Regions from separate parts of the Mus musculus genome. Here region 2 is linked to region 1. A link is a contact called in public Hi-C data. All regions are on one chromosome and are shown on one strand. Each heading gives the region's core, a stretch centred on a gene start, on an enhancer-like site or on the middle of the called end of the contact. The rest is flanking DNA. Distances are from core to core; before and after follow the strand shown. Region 1 has its middle 27 kb from the start of Gm22367. Region 2 has its middle 30 kb from the start of Tigd2.

The links. Hi-C and Micro-C count contacts between places; a contact is called where the count stands out from the background.
Region 2: a Hi-C map of liver shows a contact between it and region 1, with 4 times the contacts expected there. The contact joins two enhancer-like sites. A contact is called at or near these places in 10 of 484 Hi-C or Micro-C datasets (the AML12 cell line, brown adipocytes, embryonic fibroblasts and 4 more) and 1 of 115 datasets of contacts at active chromatin or transcription factors (embryonic stem cells).

What each region holds. Positions count from the first base shown.
Region 1 is chr6:59,068,987-59,075,725 of GRCm38.p6, reverse strand. No RefSeq gene overlaps it. Among named protein-coding and RNA genes, the nearest start is that of Gm22367, 27 kb to the left of the region's middle. Within about 2 kb of position 2,790, at least 15 of the 459 cell types and tissues checked have an H3K27ac peak or open chromatin away from gene starts, as enhancers often do. A contact at or near this core is called in brown adipocytes and liver, where this site is marked.
Region 2 is chr6:59,175,386-59,182,124 of GRCm38.p6, reverse strand. No RefSeq gene overlaps it. Among named protein-coding and RNA genes, the nearest start is that of Tigd2, 30 kb to the left of the region's middle. Within about 2 kb of position 3,919, at least 28 of the 459 cell types and tissues checked have an H3K27ac peak or open chromatin away from gene starts, as enhancers often do. A contact at or near this core is called in brown adipocytes and liver, where this site is marked.

The DNA of each region.
Region 1 (6,739 bases), core at 1,541-4,040:
AGAACCAAATCCTCTACTCCCTCTTTCTTTATCATTAGCTGGAAACTTGGAATGACAACTTGGCAATAAGAGGAGCTGTGCAATACGAAATGGCTACAATTCCCAGTGGTGAGGAAACCATAATTTTGACCTGTCCAGTATAATCTGAATCTATTACTCCAGGGTGTACAACCAGCCCTTGAAGGGTCACGGAGCTACGGCCGAGCAGGAGTCCTACAGTATTAGGTGGCAGTGGCCCTTTAAAATCAGACTCGACCAACTGCACCCCCATCTGAGGTGTTAATATGAGTCTGGCGGTGGAATAGAGGTTGAGCCCTGCACTCCCTCTTGTTGCTCTCCTGGGCTGTTCCACTGCATTGGCATTCTCAGGTTGGGCCACCCCTCAGAAACTGCCCCATATATTTGAGGGCCCTGGGGTCGGGGGCCCTGCCATCCGTTTTTTGGATGAGCCCCGCTGTGAGAAATAGGCTGTCCATTGATCTCTTTCACGGAGTGACACTCATTAGCCCAATGATTTCCTTTCTTACATTTGAGTCATAAGCCAGGGCATAGCCCAGAAGCACTTCCTGCTCCCGCCTGCTGAGGGCACTGTCTCTTCATATGACCTGGTTGACCACATCGAAAGCATCCAGTGCTTCTGGCACCACCCTTTCCTATTGAAACCTGAGCTACAGCAGCCGCTAAGCCAGCATTAGTCAAGGGTCCTCCAAGCTCTCTGCACACCTTCATCCAGACCTCCAATCCTCTATTCTTATAAGGAATAATAGCTTGTCTACACTCCTTGGTACACTGCTCAAAAATCAACTGTTTTACAAGCGGCATGGCTGTGTCGGGATCCCCAAAAATCTTGCCTGCAGCTTCCACAATTCTAGCCACAAAGTCTGCAAACGACTCAGTAGGGTCTTGCAAGATCTTCGTTAAGTTGCCGCTGACTTCGCCTCTGTTGGGGAGAGACTTCCAGGCTTTGGTACACACCTTATTAATTTGTTCATAAACTTGAAGTGGATAATTGGTTTGGGCTGCAGCAAACCTCCCTTGCCCCAGTAACATATCTTGATCCCAAGCATCCTGCCCTGCCCTGGCATTCTGAGCTACATGCTCACCAGCAAATTCTATGAAAAATGATTTCCAATCCAGATACTGACCCCGAGACAGGCAAGCACGAGCAAGGTTCTGCCAATCGCTCCGCGTAAGGCAGTAGTGATGCAGTGACTCAAGCTGAGCCACCACAAAAGCAGCAGTCACTCCATAAGCCCTTATGCCCTCAGCCAGTCTCTGTATAATCTTCCAGTCTAATGGTTCATGAAATCTAGCTCCTTGTGCATCCTGGGACACTGGGTAGCACCGTGCTCCTAGCTCTCTCCACGTCTCTGGGTGTAGAGACCGTCCAGACGTCACCCCCATCGTATGACAGCGGTCGCAGAGGATCTGGTGCAGAAGGCTGAACCTTCACTCTCACTTTTTCGAGACTGTCCGCAATCCTCGGACAGGTCCCCTTGCTAGAGCTACTTTCTACATCAGACTCCTGTGATCTCTCCTCTCTTACTTTGTTCAAAGCCTCATTCTCTTTCTGCAACTCAGCCCCACACTTCTCCCGGTCCTTAATACAGTTACATACTAACTTCCATACCGGAAGCACCATTTTGACGAGGACGCCTTGCTCCTCGGCAAACTTCAGATCCTTCCCTAATTTCTCCCAACTAGGCCCTGTAAGATGCCCTGACACGGGGAACCATGGAGCCACCTGATCAACGGCCTTTAGAAAGTTTTCTAACGTCTCCTTTTTCAGCCCGATTCCTTTTTCTTTCAACAAATCCTTTAATGCCTGGTGAACAGACTGCCCTGATGTTGTGTTACCCATAACTGTTTTATCTTAATCGTCCCTAACTGGGAACCTTATTGTCTCTAACTGAGAACTTGAATCGTCCCACTTACCTCAATAGTCCTTAATCTGGGAACCTTATTGTCTCTAACGGAGAACTTGGATCATCCCATTTACCTGGGAGCTTTCCAGCCAGCTACCCAAACCTCTTGAAGTTCTGGACCCGCAGCGCTCTCTCGAAGCAGAGTCCTCGTACGAGCCACCACTTGTCGCATCCACCCCAACCAGCAGGAAAGACACAACACCACGTTGTCCTTCTTCAGTTGTCCTTCTTCAAGCAGGTTTATTCAGGAACACTTTGTATTGCAATGCAGGAACAGGAATCCGCAGAACAACCCTGGGGCGTGCCTTAAATACCCTACTGACTCCTCCCAATCACCCCAGTCACATAGCAGCAGTCCATTGGTTCACAGCAAGTGACACACCTCAGGCGAGTTGACAAGGCATGGCGTCTGCACAGTGCAGGTGCCTGGGATGTGGCTAAGTCAGAGGTAATGAGGAAGTCAGGCACAGGTCATAAGACCTGGCAGCCGTCCCAGGCGCCATCCTGGGGTCGTGGCCGCACCCGCTCCTCACAGGAAAGCTGGGGACAGGACACACTTCGGGGGCATCTGGAGTGTGCAGCATTTTGAGAAAAAAAAAAAAAAAAAAAAAAAGGAGTTCAGTGGCGAAAGGCAAGACCCAGCAAATAATCCTTCAAATGAGAACACACTTCAGAGCCAGGGATATGTGTGTGTACCTAACAGCTGGTGCACTGAATAAGCCTTGCTAGATATATCAAATAGGTGGCCTGAATTGAGCTCATTTCAAAAGGGTGCAACCCAGAGTTAGTATAAACCTAAGGAATAAAGTCCCATAAGACTTCAGACACCAATCACATTCCAGGTTGTAACTTGCATGCAGCGCCAGCTGGCTTACATGTAGGATTTCCACACTCCTGTCCTCTCACCCCAACAACACTGTGTGGCTGAGAACTCTCACATGCACTTCACTTTGGTTCTCCAGTTCATTATAAAGGAAGCAACCCTGCAGCAGCTGGATGTAAGAAATGCAAAAGCCAAGATGCTGAGGAAGGACCAGGAATTTCCATGGCCTCCCAGTATGTCACTCTCCACATTGCTTCATTGGATTTGCAACTCAAAAACTCTGGAAACTGCACTCTGTCCCTTTTTACTGAGGTCTTACTAAATAATAGTGATTCATTCAACCGTTGTGGTTAAACACAATCTCCAAACTGTTCTCCCACTCTAGAGTTTAAAGGTCTCATCCTCCAGTCACCACACAGTTCTTTTGCTGAGCCTAGGAATTCTTGGATCTGTAAATAAATTATTATTATTATTATTATTATTATTATTATTATTATTATTAATCCTTCTGTCAGGTCTGTGAGACAACTGAAAACCAGATAACAAAGCCTATTTCCCAGATATGTCGACAGCTGTCTTTTTACACCCTAGAAACCCAGAAGGTTTTACTAACTTCCCTTTGTGTGTGCTGCTACAGAACGTGACCTTGTTTACGCACTCCTTCTGCCAAACACTCAGCTTAGCCAATGACCTTTAAATCCACAGTCCTGTTGCATTGATATTCAGCCAGAGGAACATGTGATTAGTCCAAAGTTAGCTTGAGCTGTGTTTAAGCCACATATATTTTTGATCTAAAAATTTTGATTCCACAAGAACTATCAAAAATACCTTTGATTTCAGCATTCTCAGCTACTTAATCAGCAAGAAGATGTACTGGCTCATATGTCTGAAATCCTGAAAATATCATGAACTTTTCATCATTTTGCTTTGATGCTGTGTTGACTTCATTTTAGACCAACTTGTTTTCTAATTCCAGGTGGCTGCCAGGGGTTCCTATGGCAGTATTCCAGTAAATGAGAACTGAAGACTCTGAAATCTTACTACTTAGTGATGGCTGACCGGCTAACCTGCCTGTGTTCAGGGGTGTTGGCTGAAGGCATAAGACTGCTGACTCGGATTTGCACAATTCACTAGTCACAGCGACAGCACAGGCTGGCACTTTATGTGGTGTTTCCTTATACCCAGTAGTGATTCAGAGGAGGCTGGGTAACTCCATCTGGGACAAGCTGTGCTACAGGAAGCAAACCCCTCACCTGGAGAACCTGAATCTTTCATAACTTGTGTTGAGCATGGACTGACCGTCACTCCCAAGGGAGACTATTTTTGTCTTAAGGGCTATTAGGTAAAGAAGTCTTTAAATAATCTCCTGATTATTTAAACTCAACTGAAAGGTAGAAAAAGAAATAGCCAAAATAATATTAAACTGACATGCACACAATAGAAGTGATGGCTCCCAGTCCATGCCAGGGGACTTCAAAGAAGGCCTTGGGAGATGACTGTGTGAAGTGTATGTTGGTGGAGATTCATTGTACGTTTCCTTAATCTGTTTCTAAATCAGACCAGGCTGTGCTGTGAGTTATTGATCCTTATAACCTAGAGTCTGGCATATTATTAGCATAGCTAGTTTGTTGAATGAATGAATAATGTTTCTGTAAATCTATTACCACATTATATTCCAATCTTTACTTTTATAAACTTGTTCTTAAATATAATTTTATTTTATTCTCATCTTGAGATTTATACTCAACAAAAAATGTAGTTTAACTTTTTTCTGGTTCATGTTAAAATACTTTGTATGGTTTAGGGCTGAGAGTGTAGCTCTTAGAGTGCTTACCTAGCATCCAAAAGGCCCTGGGTTTGATTCTCAGTACTACCTAAAACTGGATGTGATGGTGTATGGAGTTGGATGGGTAGGGAGGTAGGGAAAATTCTGAAGAAGTTGAAGAAGTTGAAAGAATATGCTCAAAATATACTGTGTACAAAATTGTGTAATAAAATTTTTAAAAATAAAATAAAACAGGAAAAATAGTTTTTCTTTTTTTCCTCCGCTGATTTTTGCACAGACATCCTGGAAGAATTATGACAGGACAAGGCAGCCAATGCCTCCACTCAATTCAGAAAGCCTCTCACCTAGCACTGTTTCCTAGCATATAACAAGTTGAACAGAGCAATCTCTGGTTCATCCTAGATATAGTCACTGGAGCAACTGCTATGGATAGCAGACAGTGAACTTCATTACTGGTTACTCTTTGTCAACTTGACACAAACAAGAGTCAGCTGAGAAGAGTGAACATCAGTTGATAATTCCCTCCATCAGATTGGCTTCTAGGCATATCTGTGGAACATTTTATTGATTGATAATTGATGTGGGAAGAACAAGCCCACTGGGTGTTGCCACCTCTGGGCAGGTGACTCTGGGTTGTATAACTCAGCAGGCTGAGCAAACCATGAAAATCAGTCAGTAAGCAGCTTTCCTCATGACTTTTACCTCACCTCCTACTTGAGTTTCTGCCCTTGCTCTGTCAATGATGGACTATGATCATGACATTTAAACCAAATAAGCCCTTTCTTCCCTAAGTTGCTTTTGGTTGTGGTATTTATGACAACAACAGATACCAAACTAGAAATATAGATTACTTGATTCACCTCTACAGCCACAGAGGTAGTCATCCTTGGAAACTCCATGCAGGTCCAAATTTGGGGCATTAAGACACAAGAAGGGATGTGGGAATTGCAGAGGCAACAGACAATTGCTGGCCATTAGTAAGAAACATTTGTATTTAGTGGGTATCAGGCTTAGAAGATGAAGTAACTGTAATTTCTGGTGGTATAGGTTTCTTTTTTTTTAACTAAGATTAGTGTTTAGAGCAATTCCACCCAGGAAATCCACTGATGTCATCCTACCCTTTCCTTCGCATGATGGATGAAGTAATTACTACAAAGTGCTCTGAGGCACAGATAATCATTTAGCACAGTCTGTATTGCCTTTAACAGTTTGAATACAACCTAGTTTTTCAGCCTCAACTCTTTCTACCACCTTTCATTCTCTTCTACATATGGCTGGTTCAGATTTTCTATTGTCCTCCTATTTGCAGAACTTATAAATATCCTATGTCAGAACTTATAAATATTGCCAAACAACTATATTCATTTCTTAATGCCCATAATTTTTAAAGCAAATATAATTTCTCATATGTTTTGTTCCTCCAGTGATGTGGTTGACATTTGCCCTCTTCCCTACCAGGGTACAAATTCCAGAGTATAGATACCAGGTTGATTTATTTTCTTGTACTTCTATAGTGACTTCCAGATGGTAAGTGCCCAATAAACACCAGTGGCTAGCGAATATTTTCCAAAACACTAGTGGCAGTGTGACATATGAGTTACTACCTCTGGAATTATTGTCCCAGCTCACTTTCTAAACTGATCACTTATATTTGGCTAACTTTGCACAAGTTTCTTAAACTATTTTATGTTTGTTCTTTATAAAATAGATTTTTTTAATGCTTATGACATAGAGTTACTATTTTTTATTGAATGTGTAAAGGAGTCTAATGTTTAAATGTTATGCCAACTATACACTGAACAACTAGCTATTGTCACAATTAAACTTGCCTTGGAGATAGGAGGACAGGCATGCATATCCTTGCTATATCAGCCAGTTCCACAAGATTATAGCTAGCATCATTCATTAGAGAATAGTTCAAAATTAATCTTTAATTGTCATTAGCATGAACATATAAAATTAATTTTTAAATCAGAGAATTTGGATATTTATTTAAATCATCGGAGGATAGTATAGTAATAATGGCATGTCTTCTCAAGTTCTGTAGTCATTATTTTTATAAATTATTAAAGATAATAGTTCCTACTTATCATTTATTGTATGCCCAATCTATTTCAGGCAGCAGTGATACATGAATTATCCCACCAATTTTCCCACAACTTATGAGGATTAGGTTTTTTATTGCTCCGATTAAAGCATTTGAGT
Region 2 (6,739 bases), core at 2,670-5,169, 110 kb before region 1:
TGATAGCTTCTTAAACATATTTTATGCATCTATGAACATTCTACCTTTCCACACAAATACAGCATACTATCCAATCATATTTAGCCATTCAGTTCTTCTCAGAGATACCGCAGATTGCAGAGCTTTGCTCATGTTTCTTCTCCATAATCCCACTCCTTCTGTATCATTTTAAAGTAGTTCCATACTGATGAATTTTGTTTCTCCAAGACAAGGTTTCTCTTTGTATCCCCAGTGGTTCTGAAACTTTCTCTGTAGACCACACTGGCCTGAACTCAGGTATTCGGTACTCACCTGCTTCTTCCTCCTGAGTGCTGGGATTAAAGGTATGTGCCACCACGCCAGGAAACTGCTGTTTAATACTGAATTGCTTTAAATCTCTTACTATTTGGAGATAGCATTTCCCTAATTCAATTTTAACATAATTTCTAGCACAAATGAACGTATCTATAGATGTCCTTGATGTAATCAAACCATACGTGCATGTGTAATCAGTTGCTACATAGGCACTGAAGAGTACACACCCACACCAGGTGGGGAAACTTGGCCAACATTTGAACTAGAGATTGGTTTCCTTTTATCCCTCCGCAGCATGCTCTTTTCTATCATGTAGCCAGATGTTCTTGGATAATGTACTGAGAATTTTAGTGATGTAAATGTGTCATTTCTGACTGGGGTTAAAGTTGAGTCACTATTCCCGTCTTCGGACTGTGCATGTCTTAGCAGATTCAAGATTCACCAAATAAAACTCTCAGCTTGCCTAACTGTGTGTGTGTGGGGGGGGGGGGTGAGGGGGGCATGGCACACACATCTTGAAAGGATACATGATTAATTACTGTGGAGACAACCAGAGCCTCTTTCCTTATGTGGCACTGCCTTTCAATTAAACCAGTGTGCCTGTGTAAGTTTGAAGGACACTACCAAGTTTGAAGGAAAGAGACCCACTTTGATTTACTTTATGAGCTTTGTAGTTTCTTTTCCAAAACAGCAGTATCAGCCCTGTGCCTACAATACAAGTGCACTCCTCTACTCAGTACCTAAGTAACACTGCTGTTCCTGTAATGTAACCACAGGGAGGCATTTAGTTATACTTTATTTCTTCACTGATAATTTAGCAATTTAGCAACATGACATGAAACAAAATTCTTACAATTTTAAGAACAAAACAGCTCATCAAGGTCTATATCAAGGCTTGAAAAAAGACTTTTAATTTTCTTCTTTAAAATTCATATGTTGAGGTTTGGAGATATGGCTCAATGGTTAACAGCACTGGCCGCTCTTTAGAAGACCCCGCAGGTCCTGGCATCTCCCAATTATTTGTAACTCCAGTTCCAGGCAATCCAACACCCTCACACAGACATCCATACAGCCAAAACACCAAGGAACATAAAATAAAATAAAAATAAATAAACAAATAAAATACGTATATCACAGAACATACGATCACCATGGGTTTTTAAACAATCTTGCCCGTAGTGTTTATGCTGTTGGCCCTTCTCTGCTGTTGCTCTATGGTTTCTCTTACACGATGTAGGATTCTACATTGACCACGAGGTGGCAGACAATGCTTATGTATTGTGGTAAGACTTCCTGGGCCAAAGTGGGATAAAATACAAATCATGACTTATGGCCCATTTTAGTTACAAAGATGCATTTCTATCATTATAAACATCTCCATTACATCAAAAAAAAAGTTGTCAATGGCACAGTCTTTGACAGATGTGTCTTTTCATTTCTCAAACACTGTTAAATTTCAGTTTGACAATGACTAAGCTGTGTTCCCTAAAATCCAGTGTAACAGACCTAAAATTTCCTAGGAGTAGCCTTGCTTCATGCAGCTACCTATCTCCTTTGTCACATTTTTGTTGTCACCATAGCTTCTTAAAATTGTTAAGTAGGAAAAATTAAAGGGTATTTAATCTGATTGCGTCCTATGCATTTTTTGAGCTCGCCAGCATGTATGGATGTGACATGTTCACTTGGTAGAGGGATTCTCCCTGTTGAAAATCACTATGATCATGAGAGTGGGTCTGAATAGTTTGCTCCTGAGGAAGGGGTACAGGGCACGTAAAAAGGACAGAGGCAGAAAAAAACATAGAACCTTTGATGACTTCCATGTGGACATTGTCTCTTCCACTACAGTGGTCCAGTGGGATTAGGATCCTTGAGGGTCGCAGACAGTACTTGAAACTGTGTAGTCATTTTGGAACTGCTGGACCTGTTCTATTTTAGGGAAAGTTAAAAATAAATTTTGTTGGAAGGAAAGAAGTCTAAGGTCAAGGCTAAAAAAAATGTAAAAGCAGATGCAGAGGGCATTTGCCGTACCAAAACTACAAGGCAGAAGTGGCCCAAGGGGCCAAGGAAACCTCCACGGACACAGAGGTCCAGACTGGTGGGGTTTGGGCTTTGCCTAGGGTAGGACACTCCTTTTGTATGGGTGCTCAGGGCTTGGTGCTTGGACCTTTCAGAAGTTAGGTGAACGCTGGTGGAGAAAACAGAACAGCGTGTTTGGGTGACTATGTTGAAATCTGAAAATCCTGTGCTTTGTAGAACTTGAGAGAATTTTGTTAGTTATCAGTTGCTTCATAACACACAACTTAAACAGATTAAAACAGTAACATATGCTGTGACGCAGATTCTGTACGTGAGAAATTGGACAGAATTTAGCTGTCTTCTGACTTAGGGTCTCTTATAAGGCTTCGGTGACACTGTCAGCAAGGTTATAGCCATATCAAGACTTGAAGGAAAATATTCTGTCTACACTCATGTAAGACGGCTGTTGGCAAGATTCAGTTACTTGTCCCCTGGTCTCAGTTACGGATTGTTGGATGCCAAAACACAATAAAACAAAACAAAAACCAGCTACTGAGAAAGGGAGAAAGAAGACAGAGCATAGAAAAGGAAAGGGAAGAGGAAGAAATGGAGGAGAAAGAGGAGGAGGGGGAGAAGGGGGGGAGGGGGAGGGGGAGGAAGAGGAGGAGGGGAGGAGGGGGAGGGAAGGGGGAGGGGAGGGTGAAGAAGGAAGGTGAAACAAGAAACTGGGTGGATTACATCTGATTCTCAGTGAGATCACTTCTGTTACTGGAAGTCAGGCAGTAGGTCTAACCTTCAGTGAAGTATACTACATACACGCATATAAGGTATTTTGAACATGTTAATCCTCCCATGTGTACATATGTGTGTGTGTGTGTGTGTGTGTGTGTGTGTGTGTGTGTGTGTGTGTGTGTGTTTTAAAAGAAACTCACTGGTGCTCTCAGTATGCACCTGGTAACAAGGCTATATGCTGGCGCACAGGTAGCCTCTCAGAGGTTGAACCCGTAAAGAAAACTAACTCCCTCCCAACAGCCATCACTGGTAGCTCCTCAGCTAAGGGTAGAACATCATGACTCTGTTCCCCAGTACATTCTGGGATCATGACTAGCTAGAAACTGTGATGCTGTTGTCAGTGGGGTCATGGTCGCAATATGCTGCTGTGTGCAGCAATGTTGTCATGTCCAGAGACACTGTCTCACTGTAGTGATCCACTCACTGTATCTCTTACAATCTTTCCTTACCTTCTTCCCAGATATCCTTGAGGCTTGAGAAGAGTCTGTGTGATATAGCTATCCCATTTAGAGCTGAGCACTCAGACATAGACTCTGCACTTGGATGAGTTGCCTGTGTTCCTCACTATCTGCTGCAAAAAGGAAGTTCTCGAATGAAAGTTAAAAGATCTAGTTATCTGCGGTTTAATGATCTCTCATTAGGAATCAGGGGTGATGCTTTGTGACTTAGCAGAACAAGAGTGTTAGGTTCTCCCACAGTGCCTAGGACCTATCTAGTTCTCAGGTTCTTGGCTCCAGTGACAGTGCTAGTCATGAGTTCAGCCTTATGGAATGCCCTTAAGTCCAATCAGAAAGTGGTTGCTATTTCCTTAACCTTTGTACCAAATTGCACAAGTGGGCCTATCTTGCCAGACTGGTCATTATTGTAATTCACACAGTTTACTGCTGAGTAAGACTGATTGGTGACTATTTTTCTTCTCCGGTAGCTTGCCTAACACCTCCCAGTACTATGAAAACTAACCAGTAGAAATGAAGCCTCCAGGTCAGTACCGGTTTGGTCTCTGTATATTCTATGACTCAAGTACATGGATGGTATCTTTAGTAACAGAGCCTTACAACCCGGTTCTAGAGAAAGCACCAAGAAGAGTGTGAATAATTTGTAAACTTTGGGGGTCTGTGGAACCCTACTGACTGACAACTTCAAAAGTGGTGAATGATTTCTGATACCTGGTTTTTTATTTGATAATCTGTAGCATGTTCTTCCCTGATACCGGATAACTCCACTTATATCCTTTTTGTATATGTGTATGTTTCTATATTAGGAAACTGGTTTTTGAAACTGTATTCCAAGTTAATTATCCCTCCCCATTATTCCCCTCTTGTCCTATGCTCCTTCCTACTTCTCTTGAAATTCCCACTCCATCCTTGCTACTTTCCTGATTCCTGTGGCTAGTCTAGTGTAAGCACACTTCCCTAAGGATTCAAAGCTAACAGCCCACAGAAGAGAGAGAACACCCAGCATTTGGCTGTGAGCCTGGGTTACCTCAGTCAAGATAATTACTTCATGTATCTGCTAACTTCATTTTTCTTTAAGGTTGAATATTCCATTATATTTATACACCACATTTTCATTATCCATTTTAGAGAGAGTATCTTGTGTATTATATGGATGTGTTGCCTTTCAACTAAAAAGCCTGTGGCCTATTGCTCAGGCAGGAGGTAGAAGTGGAATATCTGGGAGAGAAAAAGGATTCTTGCATAGAACCAGGCAGGGAAGTTGTAAGGAGACAGACACATGGTACTGGCCACATGGCAGATGTAGGCTAGAACAAATGGGATATTTTAAGTTATATCTGGTCAGAGAAGAGCCTAGCTCTATGGCCAAGATTTTTGTAAATATATTTTGAGTCTGAGTCTTATTTCTGGGAGCATGGGACTGGGAGTAAGAACCAAGGCCTAACTTCAACAATTCCTTCATCGGTTAATGGATATCTAGGCTGTTTCTGTTTCCTGGCTGTTGCAAATAGAGCAACAATGAATTTGACTGAGCAATTATTTCTATAGTAGGAAAGTGTCCTTTGGGTATTAAAGCTGGCCTATATTGTAGACCAATTTGTAGCTTTTAAAGGAACCTCCCCACTGATTTCCATAATGGCTGCAACAGTTTGTATTCCCACAAATGATGAATAAATGCCCACCTCCCTTTCCCCCACATACATGTCAGCATTGGTTGTTTTTTATAGTTTAGCCATTCTGACTGAGTGAGGTCTTAAAGAAGTTTTAATTTGTGTCTCATTGATGCCTAATGTATTGAACATTAAAAAGAAATATGTCTCAGCCATTTGTATTTCCTCTTTTTTGAACTCTTTGTTTAGTTCCATGCCCCAATTTTAATTTTGGTTGTTTTATTGATTTTATTTTTTGTAGTTATCTGTATTTTCTATATAAAAACCATCTGTCAGATAAATAAATAATATTTGTCCTGTTGTGTAGGCTGCCACTTACATAAGTGATGATGCCCTTCGTTGTAAAGGAGCTTTTAGTTTTGTGGCTTCCTGTGTGTCAGTTGTTGGCATTTCCTGTGCCTTGATGTTCTTTCTGGATGTTTTGTTTGGGAGGAAGAGGTGACTGTTAGCTTGTTTGGGGTATATGGATCATGGTTCCATATGCTTCCATCATGGTTCATATTTGCTATATGTAATCCACAGAGTTTAATATGTTTTATTGTTACTCTTATGAATTTCTCGAAATGTTTTCCTTCACCTAAAAATTTTTTTCAGTTGCCCACTGCGCTTGTAGGAGAGTATTACTTTTCATCCAGTGTATACTTTCCATTCTTTTTTACTTGTAACATTTTTTTTTCCATTTTCATTTCTTGAGACTTGAATTGTAGCCTAAAATGAATCTATTCTGAAGAATACTGTATGCTCTGATGAGAGGTAGCTTCCTATTTCATTGTATTCCTTTTTCTCTTAGCTATAATAATATTTGACTTATTTATTTGGGTAGCTATGTTTTCTGAACATATATATTAACAACACTTTTATCTTATTGCTGAATTGAGTATTTTAGTAAAATGTAATAAGTTTTGTCTCTTATTGTAGCATTTTAAAAATTTTAATTAATTTATTTTTTACACTCCATATTTTATCCCCCCATCCACCCTCCAACTGTTCTATATCCCATAACTCCTTCCCACCTACTGTCTCCACGTGGATGTCCCCACCTGACCTCTAAACTCCCTGGGACCTCCAGTCTCTTGAGGGTTGGGTGCATCATCTCTGAATGAACACAAACCCAGCACTACTGTATGTGTGTTGGGGGTCTCATATCAGCTGGTACATGCTGCCTGTTTGGTGGTCCAGAGATCTGAGGGGTCCAGATTAGTTGAAACTGGGTCCACCTACAGGATCACCCTTCTCCTCAGCTTCTTTCAGCCTTCCCTAATTCAACAACAGGGGTCAGTTGTTCTGTTCATTGTTTGGGTGCAAATATCTGCATCTGACTCTTTCAGCTGCTTGTTGGGTTTTTCAGAGGGCAGTAATGCTAGGTCCCTTTTTGTGGGCACTCAATAATAACACTCAGCAATAATGTCAGGCCTTGGGACCTCCCCTTGAGCTGGATCCCACTTTGGGCCTGTCTCTGGACCTTGTTTTCCTCAGGCTCCTCTCCATTTCCATCCCTGTAATTCCTTTTTA